Regions from separate parts of the Sus scrofa genome. Here all the other regions are linked to region 1. A link is a contact called in public Hi-C and HiChIP or PLAC-seq data. All regions are on one chromosome and are shown on one strand. The core of a region is the stretch at or near the end of the contact, and the rest is flanking DNA. Distances in the headings are between cores, read along the strand shown.

What was found. A called contact is a pair of places that touch in the nucleus more often than the background predicts. HiChIP or PLAC-seq counts read pairs in DNA pulled down with a chosen protein or histone mark.
Region 2: a contact with region 1 is called in an H3K27ac HiChIP or PLAC-seq map of alveolar macrophages. The contact joins the promoter of RBM17 here to the enhancer-like site in region 1. A contact is called at or near these places in 2 of 5 promoter capture datasets (fetal skeletal muscle and skeletal muscle), 6 of 47 Hi-C or Micro-C datasets (alveolar macrophages, blood, embryonic fibroblasts and 2 more) and 2 of 2 datasets of contacts at active chromatin or transcription factors (alveolar macrophages and skeletal muscle).
Region 3: an H3K27ac HiChIP or PLAC-seq map of skeletal muscle shows a contact between it and region 1. The contact joins two enhancer-like sites. A contact is called at or near these places in 1 of 47 Hi-C or Micro-C datasets (skeletal muscle) and 2 of 2 datasets of contacts at active chromatin or transcription factors (alveolar macrophages and skeletal muscle).
Region 4: a Hi-C map of retroperitoneal adipose tissue shows a contact between it and region 1, with 2.4 times the contacts expected there. The contact joins two enhancer-like sites. A contact is called at or near these places in 29 of 47 Hi-C or Micro-C datasets (alveolar macrophages, blood, brain and 12 more) and 2 of 2 datasets of contacts at active chromatin or transcription factors (alveolar macrophages and skeletal muscle).

The regions. Positions count from the first base shown.
Region 1 is chr10:64,658,468-64,665,270 of Sscrofa11.1, forward strand. No RefSeq gene overlaps it. Among named protein-coding and RNA genes, the nearest start is that of PFKFB3, 200 kb to the right of the region's middle. Within about 2 kb of position 4,249, at least 26 of the 83 cell types and tissues checked have an H3K27ac peak or open chromatin away from gene starts, as enhancers often do. A contact at or near this core is called in alveolar macrophages, retroperitoneal adipose tissue and skeletal muscle, where this site is marked.
Region 2 is chr10:64,906,435-64,913,237 of Sscrofa11.1, forward strand. RBM17 (splicing factor 45) reads right to left here and starts at 2,572. Exons shown (of 12, transcript XM_003130822.6): 1 at 2,407-2,572. It overlaps LOC110255720 (a long non-coding RNA gene), which reads right to left. Exons shown (of 3, transcript XR_002336422.1): 2 at 5,486-5,543; 3 at 4,172-4,669.
Region 3 is chr10:64,834,436-64,841,238 of Sscrofa11.1, forward strand. The region is part of intron 1 of PFKFB3 (6-phosphofructo-2-kinase/fructose-2,6-bisphosphatase 3); the gene reads right to left. Among named protein-coding and RNA genes, the nearest start is that of PFKFB3, 21 kb to the right of the region's middle. Within about 2 kb of position 3,651, at least 67 of the 83 cell types and tissues checked have an H3K27ac peak or open chromatin away from gene starts, as enhancers often do. A contact at or near this core is called in alveolar macrophages and skeletal muscle, where this site is marked.
Region 4 is chr10:64,801,327-64,808,129 of Sscrofa11.1, forward strand. The region is part of intron 1 of PFKFB3 (6-phosphofructo-2-kinase/fructose-2,6-bisphosphatase 3); the gene reads right to left. Among named protein-coding and RNA genes, the nearest start is that of PFKFB3, 54 kb to the right of the region's middle. Within about 2 kb of position 4,330, at least 1 of the 83 cell types and tissues checked has an H3K27ac peak or open chromatin away from gene starts, as enhancers often do. A contact at or near this core is called in retroperitoneal adipose tissue, where this site is marked.

The sequences.
Region 1 (6,803 bases), core at 2,999-5,498:
ATCCAGAGAAGCAGATACACCATGGTCAAGAAAACCAGAGCAGTCATGCTCAAGGCTGATTCAGACCTTCATCAGCAGATGGGGCTGGAAAGAGAAATGAGGTGGGCGCAGGCTCCTGGCTTCCTGGTTACACTTACCAACCTGGGGCAACTTCCCAATAAAACCCCAGTCGGCCTGCGCTCCATAACCAAAACAAAAACCTGAGGCTCATCTTACCTGCGGAGGCTTTATGGAGAGATGGGTGCACCCCCAGGGCAGCGAGAGTGAGGGAAAGGAACGTGAGCACGCGGGAGAGCACATCCACACAAGGTGTGTGCTTTGCAGCAGTCATGGCCTCAGGAGGAAACACAGCTGGTGGCTCAGCCACGTGGGACATTTCAGGGAAGCAAAGAGCATCACTCCCCCAGGACAGCTCAGGGACTGGGGCAGGAGGGGGCGGGGGAGGGGGAGAGCAGCTGCTTCCCATCTTTGGTCTCATTGGTCAGAACTCACTAAGCTCCTGCCTCCGCCCCAAACCTTCAGGCTCTTTGAGCCCCGCTGGGAGTGGAGCATGCGCTCACCTACGCTTTTGAGTCAGTCCTGTTAGCACCTGGGAGCCGGGATCCCACGCCCTGCCCGGCAGCCCCTCATCTGGGTCTGGATGTGGTGGGAGCTTCCGGGTCACCAGGAGAATGCGCTGGAAATTAGGGGCAAGAGCTGAGGGCGGGGGAGGGGGGAAGCAGGTGGGACCAGGAGAAACCGCATTCAGCCCAAAGCATCCCTTTTCAGTAGGTGAAGTGAGTTTTCGTTTATGCCACGAGAAAAGCCTAGTTCACAATTTACGCTGTTTATCCTCAGCTTGCTCACGCTTCCCCCACTCCGCACCAGCTCCAATCACTGCCAAAATCAGCTCAGGTAGAAATCAAATAGAACTTCTCGCCTTCGGGATTCAAGTCGTCTTATCACAGCACCCCCGCTAAAGCATCAAAACTCCCCTTCGTCCAGCATTTCCATGGTCAAAGGCTGAATATTGCATCCAGGGGCAAAGCATTCCTGGTCAGAGGACGTGCCCCAGTCATTTCGTTTAGAGAGCAGGATAGCTATTGTCACAGCGCTATGGTTCCCGAAAGGCAGGCCCAGAACCTTACATGCCTCTTGAGGGATGTTTACAAAAACTGTGTAATTTTTTTTTTTTAATACTTCAAATTACGTGGCTTGGGCAATGATAGGTAAAATTCAGTTCGCATCATGACATCAAGGTGCGTGACGATGAGGCTCTGAGGCGGGCTGTGTGGTATAGGGGGAAATTTACATGGGAAATTGGGTGCTTGGTTTGTCCAGTCCTGCCTGAGCATTAACCTTCTGTGTGATGTAGGATCTACCACCAGCATCCTCCTCCACAGACCAGGGTGTTAGGACAGCTCCCCGCGGCGCCAGCATCCTGCAGTTCTCTTTTGCCATGACTGAGCCAAAGAAAGCAATTTCAAAGGCTATTATTACTCCAACTTTCAAGAGTCTAAAACTTCTCACACTCAAAATTGGGAGGCATGGTCTGACCGCTGCCCTTCTTTCTGGTGATGGGGTACAGAACGTTTGAACCAGGCAAGGTGGCTTGGCAATCATAACACCGAGCTTCCTTCCATTTGGTGACTCCCCAGCCATGTGTTTGGAGCCTGAAAATCTGGCTACCTGGGCTGGCTTCCCCCAGAGAAACCCGGGACACCACCTCCCTTCTGGCTGTCAGGTTGCCTGTCTATAAAACAGGCTAAACGGGGCCCATTGAAATCCTCCAGGGGGACCCTGTTGCTCCCGGAGTCTGCCCCTTAAGTGTGTACACACGGAGGGTTCATCTTTGAAGACCTGGAATTCGATAGGTCTTCCCCTTCGGCCCTCCCTAAGAAAACTATCCCAACCAGAAACAAAAAATCAAAGATCAACTAAGGAGTTCCCATCCTGGCTCAGTGGTAACCAACCCCACTCGTATCCATGAGGATGCAGGTTCGATCCCTGGCCCCGCTCAGTGGGTTCAGGATCTGGTGTTGCCGTGAGCTGGGGTGTAGCTTGAAGAGGTGGCTGGGATCGTGCCTTGCTGTGCCTGTGGTGTAGGCTGGCAGCTGCAGCTCCGACTTGACCCCTAGCCTGGGAACTTCCATATGCCCCCCACCCCGCCCTGTGTGGCCCTAAAAAAACAAAACAAACAAACAAATCAAATCAAATGAAACAAGAGAAGCCTGGGCTGCCTGGACCAGAGGCACAAAAGTGGATGTGTGAGCTGCGTGGGAGGGACCGGGCAGGCGGTGATTCGCATCATGCAGAGGGCGGAAGTGGCTCTCACCCCGGGCTCAGGTTCAGGAGTCTCAGCGGGAGTCCCAGTGCTAAATCTGAGAGCGGCAAGGCTACCCTATCTGGGAAGCGCGGACTTGGAAGCTTGATCACTAAAATGCCATTCACTTCCATGTAAGGCAGGCCCTGCTTTGCAAGTATTAAATATAGTTCCAACTATAAATGGTTCGCCCAAACTGGATAGAGCTTGGATTTTCTTACCAGTGAGCATGGAAAGCTTTCTCCCCATTGTCTAGAGCTCTCCAAATCCAGGGAACACTCACCAGCCTCCACAGGTGACATAAACCTTAAGAATTTGTGTTATCGACTAATATGAGACGCGGGCCTCGTTCCCTCCCGGATTCTCGGTTTTGCGAGGGATACGCTCAGCCCGGGGGGCGGAGCCAGCGCGCCTTAACCTGGACCCCCCTCCAAGCTAGGGTTGCCCTCGCCCTCCTCCAGCGGGGATGGTGAAACAGAGGCGGGTCCCACTTCTTTGGCGGAGAACCTTCCTTTCTGCTTGAGCTCCAATTTGAAAACGTGCCCCTCTTCCCCTCACTCTCATGCCACAGGCCCCCTGTGTGTGCCCCTCTCCACCACAGACCAGGCCTCCCAGTAACGTGTCACCTTGGTCCCTTAAAGCCTCCATCAGACCTCTCCAGCCTGCCCTGAGTTGGTCGTGTAAGGGAGCAGTTACATGATATACCAGTTCCTTCCAAGGTGCTAGTTTATATTTGCTATTTGCACCTCCCAATTCTTCCCTCCCCCAAAAGTTTCACCCACAATAGCCATAAGATTGGTTTTGAAATCTGTGCGTCTGTTGCTATTTTATAAAAAAAGTTTTGGGGGGGAGTTCCCATTGTGGCTCAGCGGGTTAAGAACCTGACTAGAATCTACGAGGATGAGGGTTTGACCTCAGGCCTTGCTCAGTGGGTTAAAAGATCCAGCATGCCACAAGCAGCGGTGTCTGGTAGCTGCAGGGCTGATTTGATCCCTAGCCTGGGAATTTCCACATGCCTCACGTGCAGCCCTAAAAAAATTAAAAAGTTCTTTTATATCATTTTTATTAGCTACACACTACTGCGTAAGATAGATGATTAATGAGAACCTACTGTGTAGCCCAAGGAAAGCCACTCAATAGTTTGTAATAACCCAATGGGAAAAAAGAATGGATATATTTATATGTATGACTGATGCCCTTTTTTGCTGTACACCTGAAACTGAGGCAAATATTGTAAGTCAACTACACTCCAAGAAACTAAAATAAAGGTGCTAATTTAGAATGGCAGGTACATTCCTCTCAAGTCCTGGGACAATGAGAGGGATTGGGGCAAAGGGGGAGTTTGCCCCAGGGCTCTTGCACATGCATCTGGGGGGCGGGGGAGAGAAGGTAGCTGTCGCCTGATCACAGGGACCTCGACAAGGCTCCACTGGAAGAAAAACATCCCCCACCCCACAGACTCATTGGTCCTGAGATGGGAAACACTTCCATCTTTGCAGAAGCATTTCCTTGCGGTTTGGAGCTAAAACACTCTTATTTTTTCAAAGGTGCGCTTCTTGGTGAGCTGACTCAGTGACAAGGATCTGACCAGCTATTTAATTAATGACAACATGTTGCAAGTATGGCCCAGAGCAGGGCCAGAGGCCACAGGACAGGGAAGAGGCAAATGCTGACCAGGGCAGCTGGTCGGGGCTGTCGGAGGCTGTTTGTCTGGTAGGGGGGTGGGGCCGTGGACACAGTGGGGTGACACTGGCACCTCAAAGGGAGCAGAAGGCCCCAGGAGCAGGCTTCAGGGGCCACAAGAAAACGGCTACAACTTCACAACTACGCCCGGGGGGCTCCGTCCCCTGGAGACATTCCAGCTCCCCCAGGGAACATCGAGCTGCAGAATGAATGGGTTTTGTTTGGCTTTGCTGAGATGCATCTTAATTCAAGAGCTTTTGCCCGAATGAGTCAGAAGCAGGAAAGTCTCCAGCCTCACAGCAGCTGGTACTTTTCCATCCCGTCCCGTCATTATATAACAGGGCACATTTTTAGAAACTTAGTTCTAGCTGCAGAGCCGTCTGGGCTAAACTTCCAACTTCCCCATCCTCAGACTTTCAACGTTCAAGAAAGGAGATGTTGGCATTTTTTGGGTTTTTTGCTTTTTTTAAGCTATCAAGAGTAGGAGTGGGAGAATAACGTATTCTTCCTAAACGTAAAAGGAGCAATGAGTTTCACACAGTCACTTCTAAATGACACCATCCTACCCCTTGTGCTTTTATAGGGACAGGATCAGAGAACCCACAGGTGGCTGGGTTTTATCTTGTGGCTTTCAGGGAAGCACCTGGGAAAATGCTCAGCTTGAAGATTTTAAATGGAGTGTCACATATGGAGGTAGAATGTTAGCTGCAGTTCATACTAGCAGGTAGATGACTGACTACAATTCATACTAGCAGGTAGATAATCATACTAGCAGGTGGTGGCTGACTGCAGTTCATACTAGCAGGTAGATGGCTGACAGCAGTTCCTACTAGCACGTAGATGGCTGACCGCAGTACATACTAGCAGGTAGATGGCTGACCACAGTACATACTAGCAGGTAGATGGCTGACCACAGTACATACTAGCAGGTAGATGGCTGACCGCAGTTCCTACTAGCAGGTAGATGGCTGACCGCAGTTCCTACTAGTAGGTAGATGGCTGACCGTGGTTCCTACTAGCAGGAAGATGGCTGATCACAGTTCCTACTAGCAGGTAGATGGCTGACCGCAGTTCCTACTAGCAGGTAGATGGATGACCACAGTTCCTACTAGCACGTAGATGGCTGACCGCAATACTAGCATGTAGATGATTGCTAGACCAAGGAAGTTTCATGGGGACACCTTGAGAGGACTGGGTTCCTGAAATAAGGAAAGACTGAAGCCAGAGAAGAAAAATGTGTTTGCAGAGATGGAGGTAAAAGGGCTCAGAGTCAAAAGCAAAACAGAGGCAGATACTGCCTCAATGACTGTCAGGTCATTTTGCACGATGACAAGGTACAAGGACCAGATCCCAGATCTCTTGTTTCTCACCTCTCCTGCTAGAATGTCCAGTCATCCTCTTGGGCCTTTTGTCCAAAACAGCCCCTTGTCTATAGGGACAGTTGTGACCAAGTCTCTCCAACCTAAGTGCCTAGGAAGGAAAAAACAACAGCCCGAGGCCAACATGTCCTTAATGCGAAGCCACGTGCCCAAGGAGAAGCTCTCCTTGTTTAAAGTCTGCCCAGCTGCCAAGGATCATGAAACCTTAGCCCCAGCCCCAAACCCTGAGCCAAAGCCAAACGGGAATGGAAAGGAGCAGAGGAGCAGGCAGAACGAAATGGGCTGTGGCTGGGCGGACATCCTCTGCGGGCCAGCTGCACCCCTTCCTCCTTGTGGCCACAAGCCCGACCTCCGGTGTGCACGCCGTTCCCCGAGGGCCTTCCAATTAGAAAATCAGAATTGTCAGCTGACCCAGTCCCAGCAACTCGGCAGAGAGCGCCAGCTTAGTTCTGGCCTGATATGCTTTTCGCAACTTGTTTTTGCAGCAGTGGCCACGGCGTTTCTGTCCCCTCCTCTTGGATAACCTTTCAGCGCCAGTGGAACCACCCTGCACCCACAGCGCCAGTCGTAGCTCCTTTTCAGATGAATGTGAACCTTGACCCCTGAGAGGCAAGCAGGTGGAGAAGTGGGAGGTGCTGGATGTAACAGGCTGCAGACCCCTGTCTCTGCTTCCAGAAGGAAGACAGTCTGTGTATAACACTTGTCCTGCTCCTCACTGGACAAGCCAGAGGATGCAGTGAGCAGCTGGTCATGCACATGGTAAGTATCTAGCAGCAGATGTACACGAAGCACTTACCATGTGCGGAACCCAGGACCAGACACGAGTCACCAAAGAGACCAAGATGGGGCTCCCCACCTCCACGCCCTAAAGACCCTGGCAGCCTCTGTGACAACCACTCTTCCCAACTCTGCATCCAGAATGCCACATTGACGGCTTGACAGCCGCCATGTGGGAGAATTTACACTGCAGAAATTGGCAACCATTTCCCACCAGGACTCTGCTCTTGCTGCTCTGGGTTCTGTTGTGTGTGTGTGTGTTTGTTTGTTTGTTTGTTTTGAGGTGCTTTGCCAACACAGCTCTGTAACGATGGTGCGACTGAAGGGCTAGAGCAGAGCACATTTTTCTGCTTCTACGGGATGGAGTAAGGCTTATGCACATAGGAAACGACATCCTGGTTGTGCATTTAAAGCTGAGCGAGATTTCACCAGGCAGCAGCAGAGGAACAAAGAACTTCCGACAGAACATAATAAATAGAGGCACAGGATTTTCTCATTTAAAAAGCTCTAGGGACTCAGAGAAGGAAACCAATACAATCCGTTGTGCTGCCCAGGGAAGCCTGCTGGGCTTCAAAGAATAGATAGGTCTTGGGCAGATGCACAGGGTGGAAGAGGCAGGGAGGAGAAAGGAAAAGGGTGGAGCAGATATTGTCATCGGCTTG
Region 2 (6,803 bases), core at 1,322-3,821, 250 kb after region 1:
CTCCAGGTATGCTTTTTTTCCCCTTAAAAAGAAACACGGTAAACATGGTTCTGCCAGAAGAATGAGGATTTTTCAAGATTCTACCTAAGCTGGCAAAGTATTTTTTACACATGTGCAACTGGCAGAAAAAGAATACAGACATCTTCTCAGAAGCATTCCACTCACTCACCTTTCAAGTGCGTCTCTGAAGCCTCTGTGACAACCCCCCACGTAAAAGCAACTGTCCCTGAACACGTGTCTCTCACTATATCATCAGCCCTTTAAAGGTAAGGCCTGTTCTGTCTTTGCCCATAGAAGCACCGTAAGTTTTACACCATAATTCATGGGAGAGAAACTCCCCTCACCATACAACTAATAATGAGTCAAAGTTTGAGCTCTGAGCACCTAAACAAGTGGACATGGTAAGAAAAGACCTTTTATCACTAAATAGACATTCATGTATCATAAATCAAAAACGAATCCTAAAGAACACGCCAAGTGCTAGACACATGGACACAAAGCAACAGGAAAGGCCACGAGGGTGGTGCATGCTGATGCCAACAAAAAAGACAGGTAATAAGAGGCATCGCTTCATGTGTAAGATGTGTGACTTCCTAAAGAATTTTTAAATGTTTCCCTGTACCTCCAGCTCTGACCCCTTGTCACAGTTTAATACTTCCATTCATTCTCATAGACGCTATAACTGCCCAAGTACATAGGCTGGAGTGTCCGTGAGTCACCTGTAACTCAGGTGTGTAAGAGAGCATCCTTCACTATCCACGAGTACGGAAGACTTGGGGAAGGAGTACCAGCCCTGACTGCTCCTCGAGTGTAATTTAAAACAAGACAGGTAGGAGTTCCCACTGTGGCCCGGCAGAAGGGAATCCAACTAACAACCGTGAGGCTGCGGATTCGATCCCTGGCCTCGGTTCAGTGGGTTAAGAATCTGGTGTGGCTATGGCCGTGGTGTAGGCCGGCAGCTGCAGCTCCAATTGGACCCCTGGCCTGGGAACCTCCATATGCTACAGGTGTGGCTCTAAATGGCAAAAACAAAAGCAAAACAAAAAAACAAGCCAGGTAAAGAGACATCCACTTTACAAAGTTGCATTTGGAAACGCAAGACAGTTCTCCAGATTCCTGTTTTCTGTAAAGTCTGTCCGCAGCCATCAGAGAGCCCCAGGGTCAGCTCCTCAGTGCCCACACCTCTCACATCTCCCGCCGGCTCACAGCCTACTCACTGTTCTAAACTGCACCGCGTCCATCTCTTGATAAGGTTCTAAAAAGAAAACACCCTCAGTTTAAGTTACTAATATCCTACACTCCCAAAATGTCTTTGTGTTTTATAATCAAAACGTCTGTGTCCTTCACCCCATAAAACTGGAAATTGACTCGCACTCTTTAAAAACTCTGTTGGAGGAGACGCAGTCCTCACCTACTTGAGGATGTTGCGTTTCGCCCTCGTCCAGAAGGTCCTACTTCCCACCCATCCGCCTGCCTCTAGCAATAAATCCCTTCCACGGCTCTCCACTACTGACTTCTCCCACCTTCTTGACCTGACCTGACCTGCCCTCTTCAAGCCTCTCTGCCTTTGCTGCAGTTTCCGAAACGCGCTAAGACGCTCGGCCTCTGCCGCTCTCGCACTTATTTCTTCTGCAGGAAACCGTTCCCCCATCTTGCACATCGAACCAAAGACCTCCAAGGTTCAGTTATAAGCCTCCTTCCCTCTTGGAAGCCTTTCCAGACCCCCCTCCAGTCCCTCAGATCAACCCATGCCTTTATGCTTGTTTCCCGAAAGACCAATCTTCCAGACTGCAAGGACAGAGGCTTATTTATCTTGCAGCCACTGTTCGTTGCTGACAAATGGTCTGGGTAAAGGGAGATGTTCAAAAGATGCTTGGCGATTGGACGTGAGAGCTGCAACGCCGCTTTGCACGGACGAGGGCAGCGCTAGAGCCGGAGTCCCGTCTTCCTGCGCGGCCAGGTGAACCCGGGTCTCTGAGAGATGTCCACACCTGGATTCCCCGCTCTGCGGCCGGGGGAGGAAACGGCTTCCTTCCTCTGCACCCTCCAACCGGGAGGGGTGCAAGCGTTCGGGGCCACAGGTGACCCAGGCCTGCCCACCAGGTCACGGACCGGGCAACTTTCCCCAAACACGCCCGCGGGGCCAGAAGAGACGAGGACACACAGACGGAAAATGAGAATCCGGGAGAGGAGACCGGGCCCGATAACCCGGGCAAATAAGGGAAAGGGGCGGCGGGGCGCGAAGGGAGACGCGGAGAGTCGGCCGGGGCCAGGCCGCCTGAGGCGAGGGGATGGCGGCCGGGGGACGGCCTGGGACCCCCGGCCCTCACGGCGCGGCCGAAAGCGGCGGCCTCGCGTCCAGCGCCGCCCGGGAGGCGCTCGCCCCCTGCCCCGGGCGCCACTTACCCGGTCCGCCCGGCCGACGCTCCCGGGCGGCCACGCACCGGGGCCGACGCGCCGCGGAGACGGCGGGCAGAGCGCTCGGCGTCAGCCCCCGACGGCCGGACCGCTCCGGCGCCAACCCCTACGCAGAGTCCGCGGGCCGCGCGGCTGCGCGGGGTCACGGCGTGTGCGGCTGGGAGAGAGGCGCGCTGCGCCTGCGCCGAGGACGCCCGCCCCGCCGCGCGCCCCCTGTCCGCGGGAGGACCTCATCGCACCGCCACCGCGCCCGCGTCCCTCTCTCCCGCCAAAAGATGTCGCCGTGTCGCAAGGTTGCCACATTTCAGTAACACCCCCTCCCACTCCCCGCCATCGGGAGGAGGACGACTGGTGCAGGGCTGCGAAACCATCCCGCCGTTTGGGCAAAGCTGAAAATAAATGACAATAGGAGAGGTGACTGGGAAAACGAAGGGCTTCAGAAGAAATGGCCCAAAGCGCTGAAGTAAGTGTAGGACTAAGGAAACACAGGGAGGGTGTGGATGTTCTAAAGCGTCAAAGTTTAAAAACGACATAACAGAAGCTGGGAGGAAAAAGAAGGTGGAGTTCTGTGTAAATACGATTCTCACATCTGCGTTCAAAACTGTAGGCAAGGCCTTGTGTCCCTGTCCTTTGAAATAAAAGGCTTTGCCTTCCATAAGTCTCGAAAGGCTGGTTCGGGGAACTCCCGTTGTGGCTCAGTGGTTAACGAATCCGACTAGGAACCATGAGGTTGCGGGTTCAGTCCCTGCCCTTGCTCAGTGGGTTAAGGATCCGGCGTTGCCCGTGAGCTGTGGTGTAGGTTGCAGACGCGGCTCGGATCCCGCGTTGCTGTGGCTCTGGCGTAGGCCGGTGGCTACAGCTCCGATTTGACCCCTAGCCTGGGAACCTCCATATGCCGCGGGAGTGGCCCAAGAAATGGCAAAAAGACAAAAAAAAAAAAAAAAAAAAAAAAAAAAGGCTGGCTCAAAAGGTAATGCTTGTGTGAACTGGAGTTTGGCACTTGCCATCAGCCTCTACATGGATTAAATCATGAGCCACCGCACCTGCCAACCCACGGCACCCCCTGAGCAGAACTCTGGGTGAAAATCAGAGAGGCACTCTGTGCTTTGGGAAAACTGCAAGCACAGTTCTTCAGATAGATATTTTTAGGAGAAGATTTTATGTGCCCAATTCTTGCAAATTTTCATATCTAGAAAAACACTAAAATCCTTCATGGGGATGTCTGCTCCTTGTGACCTTCAGGAGAGAGCAACAAATTTTGCAAAATGGGTGTGTGCTGTATGCACCTCCCCTCCCCTTTATCGTATTCTGGTATCCCCCTTTCCTCTTTATCATATTCTGATATCCCCCTTTCCACTTGGGAGCAGCATTGCAGAGCTACCTGAAATACCACCACTTGGGCTGTAGTTAAGGATAAAACAAAGAATGTCAGGGTCATCCATGAATGCAGTCACCTCCCAGGGTGAGAGCGGGCGAGTCCTGCAGGCTGTGAAAACTCAGGATACAGGCCCCGACAGCAGAGGTGCATATCAAAGGAATGGTATCTGTGAGCCCAGGACTCTTTTGTTCCTGCTCCCGGCCCTTTGCTGCAAAAAGACTCCCGTGTATCCTAGCTCCTTCTTCACCGTCTTGGAGCAGTTTCTCAGGACTACCTGAGATGCTGTCTCCTGGACCTAGGTCCGAATTTTGCCCCAAATAAAACTTAACTCTCAGCTTTCTTTTTTTTTTTTTTTTTTTTTTTTTTTGAGTCGACAATGTGTATTTTTTTAAGCTGACAATGTGAAGACGCAGAAACAAAGAAGAGCTATTGGGCCAAGAAACTGGTAACAATTTGGACTATAAATCCGCACATAGTAGACCGACCAAACTCCCTGTTCCCTGAAAGACAGAGATAAAGGCAGGACACACATGCCTGACTTGTTCCTACCGGAAGCAGACCCCCCCCCCCAGATGAAAACTGCTGACGCAAGCACGGAGACCTCCGAAGGCTGATGATGCTTGACCCTTCCCCTTGATGCTCACCAATCCAAGAACTGTGCTCGAGCTGACCCCACACCCAGCAGCCCCCTCCCGGCACTGCGTTTTAACCCTTCCCGGAAAGCCTTGGCAGAGTTCAGGTCTTTGGAGCGGGGCGCGCTGCTCATTCCCCTGGTGGGGTGCAGAGCGATCGAGGCTGTAGTTTCCTTCACCACCACTTGGTGTCAGTAGATCAGCTTCACTGCCTGCAGGCAAAGCCGACCCAAGTTCAGTTCTGCAACATACATGGGGGTTAAACATTTCAAGCTGATAAATCAAGTGGCTCAGGCTGTCTTCTGTGACACAGGTTTGATCTCTAGCCTAGGAACTTCTACGTGCCACAGGCTTGGCTGAAACAAAGATAGATAAGTAGGTACATAGATAGACAGATAGGGTGCTGTATGGCAAAAAATAATAAGGAAAATAAATACATATCTTAGTACAAAGGAACATATGAAGAAAGGATATAATTAACTAAATTCTGATGATTAGGAAAAGGGGCAAAAGAAAAAAATCTTAAAGGGAATCAGTAGACAATCTGAAGAAAGAGCTGGCTAAAGGCTTCATATAAATTCCTGGAGTTCCCATCGTGGCTCAGTGGTTAATGAATCCGACTAGGAACCATGAGGTTGTGGGTTCGATCCTGGCCTTGCTCAGTGGGTTAAGGAGCCAGCATTGCGGTGAGCTGTGGTGTAGGTTGCAGACACGGCTTGGATCCTGCATTGCTGTGGCTCTGGCATAGGCCGGCGGCTACAGTTCCAATTTGACCCCCAGCCTGGGAACCTCCATATGCCACGGGAGCGGCCCAAGAAATGGCAAAAAAAAAAAAAAAAAGACAAAAAACAAAAAGGCTTCATGTAAATTCTAATTATCATGGTAACCCAAACTAAAATACAGACCTTTCAAATTATCCAAAACACATGCACACAACTACAGCATATAAAAATCACCCAGTGAAATATTTGAAAAAGTTGCAGAACAGAAGCCATAACAAAACAACATGACAAAGACCACACATCTTACACGAAGACATGTAGATGAGCCAACTTACTTGTTTAAAAGAGTACAACTTTCAACTGGCGCACACGGCACAACACAGCTCTGCATTTCTACAAGAAAATGCACAAAATAGAGTGACACTGAAACACTGAAAACTCAAAATGGAAAAGACATACCAAGATATGCAAACATAAATGAAGCAGGGATCAAAAAAAAAAAAAAAAGAGTTCCCGTCGTGGCTCAGTGGTTAACAAACCCGACTAGTATCCATGAGGACGTGGGTTCGATCCCTGGCCTTGTTCAGTGGGTTAAATATCCAGCATTGCCGTGAGTTGTGGTGTAGGTCAAAGACGTGGCTTGGATCCTGCATTGCTGTGGCTGCGGTGTAGGCTGGCAGCTGTAGCTCCGATTTGACCCCTAGGCTGGGAACCTCCATATGCCATGGGTGTGGCCCTAAAAAGACAAAAAGACAAAAAAACAAAGGGATCACAAATTTACTATTTATTATACAGGGTTGGCTTCAGGGCAAAAAGCTTAGGTGAAATTAAGGAGGGCATTTTACAACCATAGGAATTACAATTCACAATGAACAAATAAAAGGAATACCTATGCGGTGAATAGCATAATTTCATAACTCATAGGAAACACTGTAGGAGACATAAAGAGAATAGGCAGGAATAACTGTTGTAGTTTTTGCCAGCTTAAGGGCACAGAGGTAAATGAGGAAAGAGAAGTCCTAAAAATATGATTAATATGGTAGATTTAATACATCAAACTCTGAGCAATAAATCAGAGATTACATCCTTTCAAGGGCCCCTGGAACATTCACAACTGGCCATATTTTAGGCCACCGAGAAAATCCTAATACAGTCCAATAAGTAGAAGCATACGGACAATATTATTTGATCAAAATTCATTAAAACCAGAAATTACTGAAGAAACAGAAAATAAAACATTCCTAATTCCATAGGAGTTTTTACATCTTAGATGACACTAGGAACAAAAGGAAAACAATGATGTGGCTGATGCCTAGAAAAATATGGATATGGAATGGCATATCAGAAGCCAGGGGATTTAGCTAAAATAGTGCTAAGAGGAAAGCGTGGTTTTAAATGACAGTATTAATTAAAAAGTCAGAACAAACCAAAAGAATTCAGCTTCTATGCGAGAAGTTAGAAAGAGACCAAAATATGGAGTTCCCGTTGAGGCTGAGCAGTTAATGAACCCGATTAGCATTCATGAAGACGCAGGTTTGATCCCTGGCCTCACTCAGTGGGTTAAGGATCTGGCGTTGCCATAAGCTGTGGTGTAGGTGGAAGATATAGCTCGGATCCCGCATGGCTGTGGCTGTGGTGTAGGCCAGCAGCTAT
Region 3 (6,803 bases), core at 2,401-4,900, 180 kb after region 1:
CAAACACAAGTCCAGGAAGTTCAGTGCCAAAAAGACTCCCAAAATGTTAGTAATTTAAGGTTCATGCAAATAGGGGATAGGAAAAGTCAAGTCTTTCCAGAGAGGAAGCCACCCACACCACCGTATTTCAACCTTCTCTGCAAACAGACCCAGGACCTCAAAGGCGCTGGGGAAGCTTTAAGGAAACGCGAACGCACATCTACAAAGCAAAAACCTTATAAAAACATGAAATTGAGAGTCAGGCTGGGGCCAGTCCTCCCTGGGGTCTCTGGTCTTTGTGGGCAATTTTGTGGCACTTTCCCACGGGGGCATGTGCATTTAAGGACGCCAACATTTTAGGAGGGTTTGCTCCCTGCTCCTCTCCCACACCTACCCTCACCAGCCAGCAGAGGCAAGTTTGCACGCACGCACGCCGCACACCCACACCCCCCCACACACACCCACAGGCACCCCTCCCCCGGTGGCCAGAAGAACAGACACAAAGGCCTAAGATTAAAATCAAAACCACCGGTCTATTCTGCAGCTACTGAGGATGCCTGAGTCTACCAGCTCCCTAACCTCCAAGTCAGGAGACTTACTAGAAGGAGCGTGGCCCCCCACAGACCGCTTCCAGAGCCCAGAAAACTGTTCAGGGCAGACACTGCTTCAGGCAAATTCCTCTGGGAGAAGAGGGCTCAGTTTGTTATTTTCTGGCTGGATCTTTGACTAAAAACTGTAACCAGGTCCCCTGGAGATCCAAGAAAAACAAGACATGGCCTCTTTATACACACTTCATATCTTTACCTCCTTCCCAAAGATACTAAAATAGGACACACTGAACAATTTAAAGGCAGCAGAGGAGTTCCCGTCGTGGCTCAGTGGTTAACGAATGAATCCAACGAGGAGCCATGAGGTTGCAGGTTCAAGCCCTGGCCTTGCTCAATGGGCGAAGGATCTGGCGTTGCCGTGAGCTGTGGTGTAGGTCGCAGATGCGGCTCGGCTCCCGTGTTGCTGTGACTGTGGTGTAGGCTGGGAGCTATAGCTCTGATTTGACCCCTAGTCTGGGAACCTCCATATGCCGTGGGTGCGGCCCTAGAAAAGACAAAAAGACGATAAATAAATAAATAAATAAAGGCAGCAGAGACAAACATCAACTCAAGTGCTCGTGTCTTTTCAGAAAGCAGGAACCGAGTTCCCGTCATGGCTCAGCAGTAACAAAGCCAATGAGGATCCATGAGGATGTGGGTTTGATCCCTGGCCTTGCTCAGCGGGTTAAGGATCCAGCGTTGCCATGAGTTGTGGTGTAGGCTGAAGACATGGCTCAGACCCGGCACTGCTGTGGCTGTGGTGTCGGTCTCACCTGAAGCTCTGATTCGACCCCTAGCCTGAGAACTTCTACATGCTACAGGTGGGGCCCTAGAAAAAAAAAAAGAAAAAGAAAAGAAAAAGGAAAGAAAGCAAGCATGAAATCAAGAATCCACAAAGTGGACCTGGGACCTCGGGGGGGGGGGGGGGCCTACCTCCTCTACGCATCTTCTCCACAGGCTCAAAGTCTGAACCATGAGGCACTGAGGGCCACAGAGTGAAGCCTCCCAGCCCAGCAGGTGCCTCCCCCTGAGTTTTAGGGTGCAGCCTGGCAGGCTGGTGTGCACTCAGGTCAGAGTCACTCGCTCCCCCAGCCCCCAGCTCCTCCCTGGTTGCTCCCACTAACAGCCAGGTCTAAGCACATGGAGTAGATAAGAGAGTGGCAGATGTGACAAAAGTAACAGGGATGGAGTGGGCACAGGTAGTCGTAGAGGTCCTGATGTGGAACTTATTAAGGGACTTTGGGACATCACTGTAAGTTAATAAATTGCTCAAAAAAGCCCTCCGCACAAGGCAGGCTTGCTTGACTAGTGGAGGCGCGAGAACGGCCTCAGGTCGTGGGTGGGGGATGGGCTGAGGCCTGGATTCAGACTCAGACCAAGGGCGGGAGTTTGAGGACCACCCTGTGCGGATCTGCATACACACCTTACAGAGACCAAGGAGGAGCTGCTACTCCCAGAAAGGAAGAGGCGGGCCTTTCCGACCCCCAGGCCCCTTGAAGGATAAAGCTGTAGCCCACCAGATCCTCAGGGCAGAGCTTCCGTGCCTGCCCGCTGGCATCTCTCACAAGCGTCCTACCCTAATAATCTATTTCTTGCCCATCACTTCGTCTCTCGCTGAATCCTTCTGCGAGGGGACAGGAGGGACCTGAACTCAGTGAGTCCAGACACGGGGTGAGCGATTCTAATTTAAAACTGTGGGTTTGGAGTTCCCGGCGAGGTGCAGTGGTTAACGAATCCGACTAGGAACCATGAGGTTGCGGGTTCGGTCCCTGCCCTTGCTCAGTGGGTCAAGGTTCCGGCGTTGCCGTGAGCTGTGATGTAGGTCACAGATGCGGCTCGGATCCCGCGTTGCTGTGGCTCTGGCGTAGGCTGGTGGCTACAGCTCCGATTCGACCCCTAGCCTGGGAACCTCCATATGCCGCGGGAGCGGCCCAAGAAATGGCAAAAAGAAAAAAAAAAAAAAAAAAAAAAAACAACAAAAAACAAAACTGTGGGTTTAAGTCCCAATCTGTGTCCTGGCTGGGTTCAGACGTCTGTGCTGTCAGTTTCAAAAGGGGCAGGAAGCAGGAACAACGGTGGGGGCAGTTGGATACTGTGATCGCCTGTGTTGGACTCAAAGTGAAGACTGTTTTAACAAGTGTGGCGGGACAATGGATCAGAGGTGTGCCCCTGCTGGAAAAGCGGACTTGCTGATGAGCTGGTGAGCCACCTTCTTCTCAGGGAGCCCTGGCATCCTTGTCCAGCCCAGGACAACCTCCCCCTTCGTCCGAGGTAGAGAGTAGGTGACACAGTTAGCAGGGCCTGATGAGTCTTCTAGTTCAGGGCACCCTATCAGAGCAGAAGCTCTGTGGCACTGACATTACCCCCACTCTGCTAAGACGGATGCATCACGAAAAGGCAAAGGCTAGGGGAGCCTGGCAGATCAGGGCCTGCATCTTGGCTCCACCATTTTTCTTCTGATATGGAAACGCCTCGCTGTACCAGATTCCTGGAGAAAACTCCAACAACGTTCTTTCGTGCCCCTTCTCTGTAATTGACCTGAAATTCCCCTCTCGTAAACATCTCTGTTCTGTCCCTCTGCCCCTCAGGCAGTACGAGCCCAGTGCAATCTCTTGTTCACCTGAGAGCCCTTCACATATTTCTATCTGGGCTCAGGTGAGCCTGGGGCCTGTCCTGAGTAGGCTAAACACCCCAGTTCTTCAACCCCTCCTCACATGACGTGGTTTCCAGACCCTCCACTAGCTGAGTCACTCTCTGAAGGTTAACTCCATACCCCCTTAAGGAAGGGCCAGGCATGACCAGGATCCCGGTTCATTCTAGGCCCTGGAGGAGGGAAGCGGAGTTTCGCAGCTCGGCACCTGGGGAACCTAGGGGCCGGGAGAGCTTTCATGCAAGAGGTGCCGGCAGTTTCCGGGGTTCACTGAGCGCCCCCCCACCCACCCTCGGGATGCGTTTCCCCAGGGCGGCTGTGCGGGCTGTTTACATACTGTTAAAGGGAACATCACGTCCAGCACCAGCGGGTCTGGTACCTCTCTGCCAGGCAGGAAAAAACAACGCCAGGCACTTGCACTGTTTACCTCCGCTAGATAAAAACACAGCATGCGCTAACGCAGCCTCCCACTCTTTCGCCTGCCTCCCGGCTCCCCCTCCCTTTCAGCGGCGCGCATGCCGCCCCGCCCTGGATTCGGCGAGCCACCTGCCGGCCTATTTCCTCGGGCGGTTTGACAACCCACGGCCGCTCCCAGGCCTTCTCGGAAAAACCCCCTGGCCGGAAAGGGAAACGAGGCCGCGGGGAGGGGAAACGCGAAGCCAGCCCTGGGCGCCCGCCGGCAGCGCGGGATGCACGCCGCGCCCACGTGCAGCACCCGCGCCGCGGGGCAGGCTGGGGTGGCGCCACGTGAACGCGGCGTGCAGCGCGGTGGGGCGGGGCGGGGCGCGCGCTGACCAGCCCGTGCGCCGCGCCTGCAGCCAATCCGCGCGCCGGCCCGCCCGCCCGGCCCCGCCCCTGCCAGGCCCCGCCCTCCCTGGGCCGCCGCCGCCGCGTGTCCCGGAGTGACCTCTCCCCGGAGGCCCGGCGCAGCTGAACTCGCGCCGGACAGCAGCCCCCGGCGGGCGAGGCGGTGGCTGGCGGCTGGGGCAGGGCGGCGAGCACCTGCAGGCTCCTCCCGGGCCTCCCCGCCGGGAGACGCCGCAGAGACCCGCCCTCCGCCTGGCCCTCCTTATCCCACGACCCCGGCCACCTCCATCCCCAGAGTCAGGGGCCGGGAGGTGTGTCCTGGGCGGCGGAATAGCCGCCCCAAAATATGCCTCTTGGCATAAGGGTTATTTTGAGCTGGTTATTTTTGCGAAACTGCGGACCCGGGAGAAGCTTCGAAAACAGAGAGGCTACCCTTTTGTAAGGGAAATTTACATTAGAAAGGGAGCCTGTTCCTCACCTTAGAGACTTGGCTGTAGGGCGGGGTCGACACCACACTTTGTTAATGACACCTTTCCTCTGCCACCTCCTAGTGAATTGCTTTCCTCCCCTGGGAAGGCCCCAGACCCCTTCCCTGTGCTTAGCTCAGGAGGGTGTATAAGCCTCAGCTGCCCGGCAGCCTTTTCACGTCCCCAGATAGGGATCTTTGTGGGTTTAAGACCTAGAAGGGGAGAGGGAAAATCATCTTTCCTCTCCTTTCGGTTTGTACGAGGGAAACGTTGACATCCAGTCCACATAGGCTTTTATTCCTCCGTCTTCACTGCCCTCTGCCACCTTCTGCTTTGAGATTACCTAGGATATTACCATAACTCTTAAATAATTAAAACTAAATATTTTAAATTATGTTATACATATTTTAAATATTTACAACTAAACATTTTATAGTCGTTATAAATATTTTAAAATTATACACCAGGAGTTCCTGAAAACTAATCTAGGTTTGCTATTTCATTATTCACTCCTCTTCCTTGTATCTTATAACGGTAATTCTTTATTTCCTCTGGGCTTCCTGCTATTCTGTCAGATAACCTCCCTCATCCATGGTCCCCCTTCACTCCCAGGCCCCCACCCTGCCCGAGGCTCCAGGGTGGTAACTTTTCTGAATCTTTGCCCTCCTAAAGGTATCCATTTTACTCTCGTTTCACTGGCAGATTATATACTAAGTACAGGATTCCAAGGGGAAAATATTTCTTCATTTTCTCCTAATGTCTGCTTTTGCCGAGAGCTCAGCTGCAACACTGAGACCCCCTCACCCGTGTAGTTGACTCACTAAAAGCCACCGGTTCAGCTCAGTTCAGCTAAATCTACGTCTGCTGGGCAGTCCACCAATCTTTCTTTTTTCTTTCTTCCAACCATCCAAGTTTCAGACGCCAGGCGCTCTAGCTCAGTGCTCCAAGGACATCAGTGGGTAAACACATCACCTGTGGATCTTGGGGAACTGGGGTTCTGTTCTAGTCACGCCAGGGTGAGGCGTGGTCTGCATCTCTAACAAGCCCCCCGGTCAGGGCCATGGGGACCACGCCCTGAAGCAAGGCTGCAGCTGCCGCCTCTTCATGACACTTTGACCTCAGCTGTGATCATTCATCAGCCCTACACGTCTGACTCTGTGTCCTGTGTCCGCTGCGCACTCTGTGTCTTGATGGTTCATACATGTTACACTTGCGGTTTCTCTTCTGATGCTGGTTTTCCTCACATATTTTTTTTTCTTTTCCTTTCTCCTCCTTTTTAGGTGCTGCCTGTGGCTTATCTGCTCCTGTGACTGGGGATGAGGACAAGCCTGCTGCTCAGAGGGGCTGGCAGGCATGGGGGTTCTACACCTCGTGCCCCAAATGTTTACCTTCAAAAACCCTCCTTGTTATTTGCAAAGGCGTATACAGGCGTTGTGAAACGACTGGCAAATACAGAAAGAACATAAAGTATTTGCTAATTTTGTTTTCTCCGGACCCCCAGCTATGCAGATGTTTTTTTTTAAGGCCCCAGAAGACGTGAGATCAGCCCCCGGTTGTGCACTGGATTTATGATCGACGCACTGCCATCGCTCGTGGGGAACCAGACAGTCATCCCGAGGGACTTTGTTTTCTAAATTAATCATACCAGGAAAAAGGAGATTCAAGATTTTTTTTTTTTAAATTCCCAGAAACACCATAAATATAGCACGGGGGGAAGGAAAGGAATAGCTCTCCGGCCCTGGACAGGAAGGAGAGAGGGAAGGGTGGATTTATGATTTTTATTTGTCTTTTGAGGGCCACACCTGCAGCATAATGGAGGTTCCCAGGCTCGGGGGTGAATGGGAGCTGCAGCTGCCAGCCTACAGCACAGCCACGGCAACACAGGATCCTTTACCCGCTGAACGAGGCCAGGGATCGAATGTGTATCTTCGTGGATACTAGTCAGGTTCTTAAGCCACTGAGCCACAAAGGGCACTCCCAGAGGAGCCACTTTATAACTGACTTTGAGGAGAGCAGATTCTGCCATTTCTGTTGCGGATCAAAGAACACGGTGGACGTTGATTACGAGGAAGTTCAGTGAGTCACAGAAAAGGTCTCTTGAAACCTAGGCCTCCTTCTGGCCAGTTCTGCTGTCATTGAAGCATCTAGTGTCTCCTCTGTCGCAGGAGGCCAGCGAGGCCTGTCCTGTCCGTTTGTCCCACAGACCCTGCAGTGGTTCTCGAACTTTCAGGAGGAGGCGTCCCCTTGGTGGCTCAGGAGTAACGAACCCGACTAGGATCCATGAGGATGAGGGTTGGATCCCTGTCCTCACTC
Region 4 (6,803 bases), core at 3,080-5,579, 140 kb after region 1:
GGGAGAGGTTAGAGAACTATATAGGGAGGGGAGAGGCGACAGCGAAAGACGACGGATGGAGGGACCGGGAGAGAGGAGGGGAGGAGGCGATGGACAGAGAAAGGGGGTTGAGACCCGAGGAGGGGCGGCCCGGGCCGGGGGACCAGCCGGCACCCCTTCCCGCGCGTCCGCGAAGCCCAGGCTCTCCGCGGCGCCCCGGGCGCGCTCGCCGTTTCCGGGTCCCCCTGCGCTCCCGGCGCGAGCCGAGCCGAGCCGAGCCCCGCGGAGACGGCCGCAGGGCCACAGCGCCCCCGACGCCGGCCCGGGGAGGCGCAGCGCCCGCGGTCCCCGCCCCACGGCGAGGCCGGCGGGGAGGAGCGGGGGGCGCCCGGGCCGGCGCGGGGACGGCGTGGAGGGCGGCGCCCGGCGGGCCCGAGCGCGCCGGCGGAGGGGAGCCGGCACAAAAGCGCCCGGCCGGCGCCCGCCACACAATGGCCCGGCTCTCCCCGCGGCGCGCCCTCCCCGGCAGCGGGGCCCCGCGCGCGTCTGCACTCACATCTAGGCAGCGAGGGGCGGTGGTCGACCGGGATCCAGATCTTCTGCACCCGGCTCTGAGTCAGTTCCAAGGGCATCTTCCCAGCCGAGACTCGGCGGCCCTCCGCCCCTTCTGAAGAATTCAGACTTGGGGAGGAGAGCGGCCGGTCGACCCCCGAAACAAAGGGGGGAGAAGGTGCGTGCGCGAGAGCGCGGCTTTTTGGAAACGTGCTTTGTGCTAAATCACTAACGCTCGCCCGGGGCGTGAGGCTCCACCAGCGCTGCGAGAGGGGCGGGGGGCTGGGGCTGGACCCGCAACTCCCGCAGGGCCGGGCTCGTCCACTCGGGAAGCCCCGGGATGCTCGGAGCGCAGTGACAGCCGCGGTCCCCGTGCGCTGACTCGAGTGCGCCGCAGTCCCCACCCGCACGCCTCCTCTCCGGCTCCTCTGAGATGCCTCGCGCTCCGCCCTGGCTTTTAAGAATTCGGGCCGGCAGCGACGCACACGTCAACCCCGGGGCGGGGACGCATTCCTCGGGTTCCAGCCCCCTTTCACGTGGGAGGAGGGTGGCCTAGCCTGGAGGCAGCCTGCTGGCGCCCCCTGCAGGCCGGTGACAGCGGTGCGCCGGGCCACGGAGGTCCCTCAGATAACGCCCCAAATCAGTCTCCTCCTATTATCCCCTAAAAACAACCTGCACGGCTTCCCAGAATAATCACTTGGGCTGTGCTGGGAGGAAAGAAAAAGCTCTGTCCAGGCCAGTGTGCGGGGCCCTGCAGCCGAATCCCCAGGGACGCCGGTTAAAATGCATCCTACTGACTCGGCCTCTCTGGGAAAGGGACCCCAATACTCTGCATTTTTAACACGCGGTCCATGTCAGGCACAGTCAAGGTGAAGGCCCGGGTTAAAGGCTGAAGAGAGGTTAGGAGGGCCTGGGGGGGGGGTGACTCTGCCACCCTAGAAGGAAGCCAGAGGGAGGATGTTGACAGCCTCTGTGGGGTCGGTCACTCCCTGGCGGAGCTGCTCCCTAATAATACCTGTGAGTCACATCCACCACGGAGATGGGGGCGGGAAAGATCCGGACCGAGCCCGGACCGAAATGGAACGCAGCACCTTGATTTTCACGGTCAACATGTGCAATATTTCCGATATACCTTTATTTCCCCGAGTAGAAGAGTAAATAAAATTAGATCCTATTGCGACCTGCAATTCATTACCTGCCCGCAAGCCCCGGAGTAATTATTGGGAGGCGGCGTCTTGATTGTGCAAGCCCCTAAAATTCGTGGCATTTAACCTGCACAGCCCCTATTGCACCTCCTCCGCGCCCGTTTGTGGTGTCTGTGTCCCTTCTGCCTCCCCGGTCCTCGCAGATTTGCATCAGTCAGCTCGCGACTTGTGACCGTCGTGTAGTCAGGCCAGTGGCCGCCCCGTGAAGACCTGGGGTGCCTTGTGCGGGGTCTGCAGCATTACAGGGATGTGACTCTGGCACGCGATGCCTCAGCCCGAGCGCGGCCCTGCCCCGCAGAGGTGCATCCCTCGCGCTGGGGCTGCGCTGTGATTGGAAGGAGGCGGCGCTCGCTGAAACCCACCCCGCCGCCGCGGAACAGTCTGCGCAGAGGCTACCACACGTCGCTCACGTACCGCATGGCTCGGCTGGGACGGCGCCCGCTCCCTGGCGGCGGGCAAGCTGCTCCCGCCCGCCCCGCCCCGCCGGGCCTCCCCCTTCCCCGCACCCCAGCCCGCCCGGAGGCGGGAGCGCCCGGCCGGTGGCCCGAAGCACCCCCAGCTCCAGTCCAGGCACCCCTCCTCCCCCAGCCCGCCCAGGGTCGCAGAGCGCCCAGCGCTGCCCACCGGGTGGGGACCCCTCCCCCCTCCCCCCTCCCCGAGCCGGGACCTCCACTCTGGGGACCCCACCCGGCCCAGTGGCCTCACTTTCCGCGCACCCCAGCCCACCCAGGGATTCAGAGAGCCCAGTGTCTCCCCCACCGGGAGGGGACGCTTGACCCTCTGCCCCCGCGCCCCGATTCCCACGCCGGGCACCCTGCCCGCCCGAGCATCCCCCACTTTCGACGCACCCCAGGGCGAGGAGCGAGCGTCGCCCACCGAAAGGGTGCCCTTGACCCCCTCCCCCCGCCCCTCCCCGCCCTAGGCCCACCCCCACCCCCGCCTCCCTCTCCCCGGAGTCCCAGCTCTCCCTCCCACAGCTTTGCTGACTGTCTGGTTTTGGCGCTCCGGCAGCTGTTCAGAAACCTGAGTGCATTGCATTTGGACTTGTTTTTCTGCAGCGGGAGCAAATGCCGGCGATGACATCCTATAACGCCCCAGGGAGTCCCACTCCACTCTTGAAATAAGAGTGGGCTGACCCAAAGGGGGAAAGAGCAGCGAGCCAGCGGTCGCCCTGCCTGCTGCCCCCAGCTCTCTGGGGTCGGGGAAGGGGCTGCTGCACCCCGCAAGCTCGAACACCTTGGCTCTCGGCGGAACCCAGTGTGCCCGCCTGCCTGCGACTTTCCTACTCATTCTTTTCTGCACCCTGAGTGGCAGGGCAAGAGGACAGGGTGGCATTCTTCCAACCCTCCAACCTCGCAAACAAGTGTGGGTTTCAGCTCGGGGGAGAGCAGTCCATACCGCGAAGGCACACCTTTCATCTCCTGATGGCACCTGACCAGGGCCCAGCTCTGAAGCAGTTGGCCGTCCTGGGGCTTCCAACTAAGCATTCGCACTCCACACCCAGCCCTGGCGCCTGCCCAGCCTGGGTGTCAATAACACCTCAGGGCTTCAGCCATCCCCTCTGCAGAGCAGAGGCCAAGTTCCCTGGACCTCCTCCTGCACCTGATGGGCCAGCAAACACGAGTTGCACCCCCTCCCCCCTCAGATATCCAAGTGCAAACAAACTGGGAGGGAGTGTGGGACAAGGATGAATTCACACTTTTAAAACAGAACTTCCCATTGTGGCACAGCAGAAACAAATCCGACTAGAATCCATGAGGATGCGAGTTCGATCCCTTGCCTCGCTCAGTGGGTTGAGGATCCGGGGTTGCCAGGAGCTGTGGTGTAAGTCACAGACTCAGCTGGGAGCTGGCGTTGCTATGGCTGTGGTATCGGCTGGCAGCTGCAGCTCTGATTTGACCCCTAGCCTGGGAACTTCCATATGCCACGGGTGTGGCCCTAAAAAAGCCTGGGGGCAGGGCAGCCAGAAGTGGTGCTGCCCTTGGGACCCTGAAGTGCATACGCTGGGGTTTCCTTGTAGAAGATAAAATTGCTTCACTGCAAAGTCCTTTACAAACAACCCAACTGCATCTGAACTCCAGGAGTGCACTGGTTCAGAGCTGACCCGTTTAGACACCCACTTCTTTCCCTAGTTCTGTTAACGACTCCATCGGGGTATCCAACTACCTCTGGGGCTTTGACCAGCTCCCCAATCTGGCGAGCAGGCACGCCGTCCTTCAGAAAAGGCAGCAGAGAATGTCAAAGTTCCTCTACCATAAGGATGAGAACAGCTCCAGGGACTAGAGGGGGGGGTCGATTCTATGACCCATGGTCCTGGGCATTATCAAGGCTGGAAGGGCTCTTCCAGAGGATCCAGTCATCCTCTAAATGGGTAAAGGGAAGTTTAGAGATTAGAGGGGTACGAACGAGGCCAAAGGTCAAGGAACACAACCAGTTAGGAACCTTTCCCCCTACTTGACACGGACAGCTGATGGCTCCCTGGGGACCTAGGATGGGCACAGCCAGACCCCGGCTGGGGTGCTGAGTGGAGTCCCGGGGAGGGAAGAGCCCCCTCTACTCAGACCGTCTCACCCAGAGCAGCTGAGCAGATGGCAGGAGCCGGCAGGGAAGCCTTCTCTCCCGGCAGTGCCTGGTGGAGGTGCCTAGCGGTCGAGGAGAATTCGCTGGCTAGGTTTAGACGCAGAAGGGGCCGTGGGAGCGGGTTTTCGACCCAGCCGCCCTCTTCGCAGTTCCCTCTGCGGGCCAAGGTCATGGAGCCCTGCTCTTCTGTACCTACAGCAAAAGGCAACCCCAATTCCATGGTCCCGAGCCAGTGAGGCCGATTTCAGCATCGGGACCAGGCTGCAACCGCCCCCTTCGCCCCAGAGAGAGGAGCCAGAACAAGCCACGGCAGGCTGCGGGCAATCAGAGTTGCTAATTAGACTCAAAGTGTCGTCACTCGCGCCGGTGAACCATCCCGTGTCTGAGTGAAGAGAGACACCAAAGAAAAGATGGAAAGAAGCCCTTAGCTCCCAAAGACAGGGGAGAGGGCGGCCTTTTCCTTCTTTTTAATGAAATGCTTGTCATGCAGCCACGAGGGGGAACAGAGACAGAGATGGCCGCACGGTGCCACACTGGCGGGTTGAAAACCCCGTTCGGAACCCGCACACAGAGGTTTATGGCAGCTGTATTCATAATCGCTAAGAGGTGGGAGCAGCCAAGACATCCTTCAGCAAGTGATGGATAAATAAACTGAGATGCCTGCAGACCATGGGATCTTATTCAGGGTTCAAAAGAAACGAGCCGTCCAGCCATGATAAAGACACAGGGGAACATTAACTAAGGTGACCAAGTGAAAGGTGCCAAGCCGAAGAGGCCCCAGAGTGTACGATTCCAACTCTGTGATGTTCTGGAAAAGACACAACTAGAGGGAAAAGATGAACGGTCCCCAGGGGTTAGGGAGCAAGGGGGGTGAACAGGTGGAGCAAAGAGGATGTTTGGGGCAGAGCTGCTCCGTACGACATTATAAGGATGGTTACGTGACCTCATGCACCTGTCCAAACCCGCTGAACATACGCCACCCACAGGGACTCCTAAATGACAGACAACCATGGAGTCTGGGTGATGACGACGGGTCAGTGCAGGTTCATTCTCAGTAAAAAGGTACCATCTGGCGAGGGATGTGGATGATGGGGGCGGCTGTGCCTGGCGGGGCGGGGCGTATGAGCATGCTGTACCTTCTGCTCAATTTTGCTGTGAATCTACGAGTGCTCTAAAAAAAAATAAAAAATAAATTTTGGAAAATCACTATTTTTCTTCAAATACTATATACATTGTTCTCCAAATAAGGGGACTGACCCATCTCATTATGAGGGTTATAAGGACAGCTGTATGCAGCCCCATCCTGATAGTGGGGGAACCGTGGCAACTGAAGCCCTACTGAGCCTTCCCGCACGTTTCCATCTCCCTCTGCTCCGTCCTTGTCACTCCGCTTCCTGTCAGCCTTTCCTTTTTCAAGGGCACACCCCCGACCTCGGGACCACACTCTTAAATCCACCCCTTGGTTCTCACATCAGCATCCCACCTGCTCTGAGACTATTTTACACCCCCTGTCAACCTCACCAATATCAACACATAGGTTCCTTGTGTGTAAACATATTATTTTAGGACCTCGAAATATTTGTGCTTTAAAAAAAAAAAAATCAGATATCCTGTGGGCTAGTGAACAGGCGTGAACCCACAGCAGTTTCCTGGTTGTGATATTTGACGACAGTCATGTCAGATGTCACCACTAGAGGAAGCTGGGTGAAAGGTTCCTGGGACTCTGTATGCTATTTTGTAAGTTCTTGTATTTCAAAACGAAAAGTTTTTTTTCAAAAACTCCAAAAATTGAAAATCAGCGCTAGCTCCGTTTGCTTAAATTTGAGACGAAACACAAGGGAGAAAAAGGAAAGCACAGATGGGACAGATCCAGGCATTGAGGGAGAAGGGAACGGGGTAGAAAGGCAGCCAGGAACTCTTCAGTGATTTGCATGTGTTCCTAACACCTCTGCTTCTTGCAAATGATACACATATACAAACGGAATTTGCACGAATCCTGCACCTGTGGGCAAAGAGAATCAAGCTCAAGCTGTGTTTTACGCTGGGGGGCGGAGGATGCTATTTCTGGGCTTTGCGTAAATCTTCTTTAATGGGTGTGTAGTCTTGGTCACCAATTTGCATGCACGACGCAGAATGAAGAGGAGACACACGCAGAGTTCAGCAGAGGACGGCAGACAGCCACGCTGAGCCTGTGTTTCCTGGAGGGACAGGAGGCTCAGGGGTGAGCCGTTCACCATCCATCCTCTTCTGGTACATTTATTAGATGCTCACGGGCAGTCGCTTGCGCATCAGACGCTGCAGGGAACAGGTCGCACCTGGAATCCCAACAATCTGGAGTCCAGCCAAGGAGAGGAGCCGGTGACCGGTGATCACGCAGCTGTCATCCCGGTGCTCTGAGCTCCGGCTCACACTGAGCGTGAGAGAGAAAGCGCTCCCACAGACCAGAGGCGGACAGGGACCCACGTTAGAACAAACATATGGAACAAG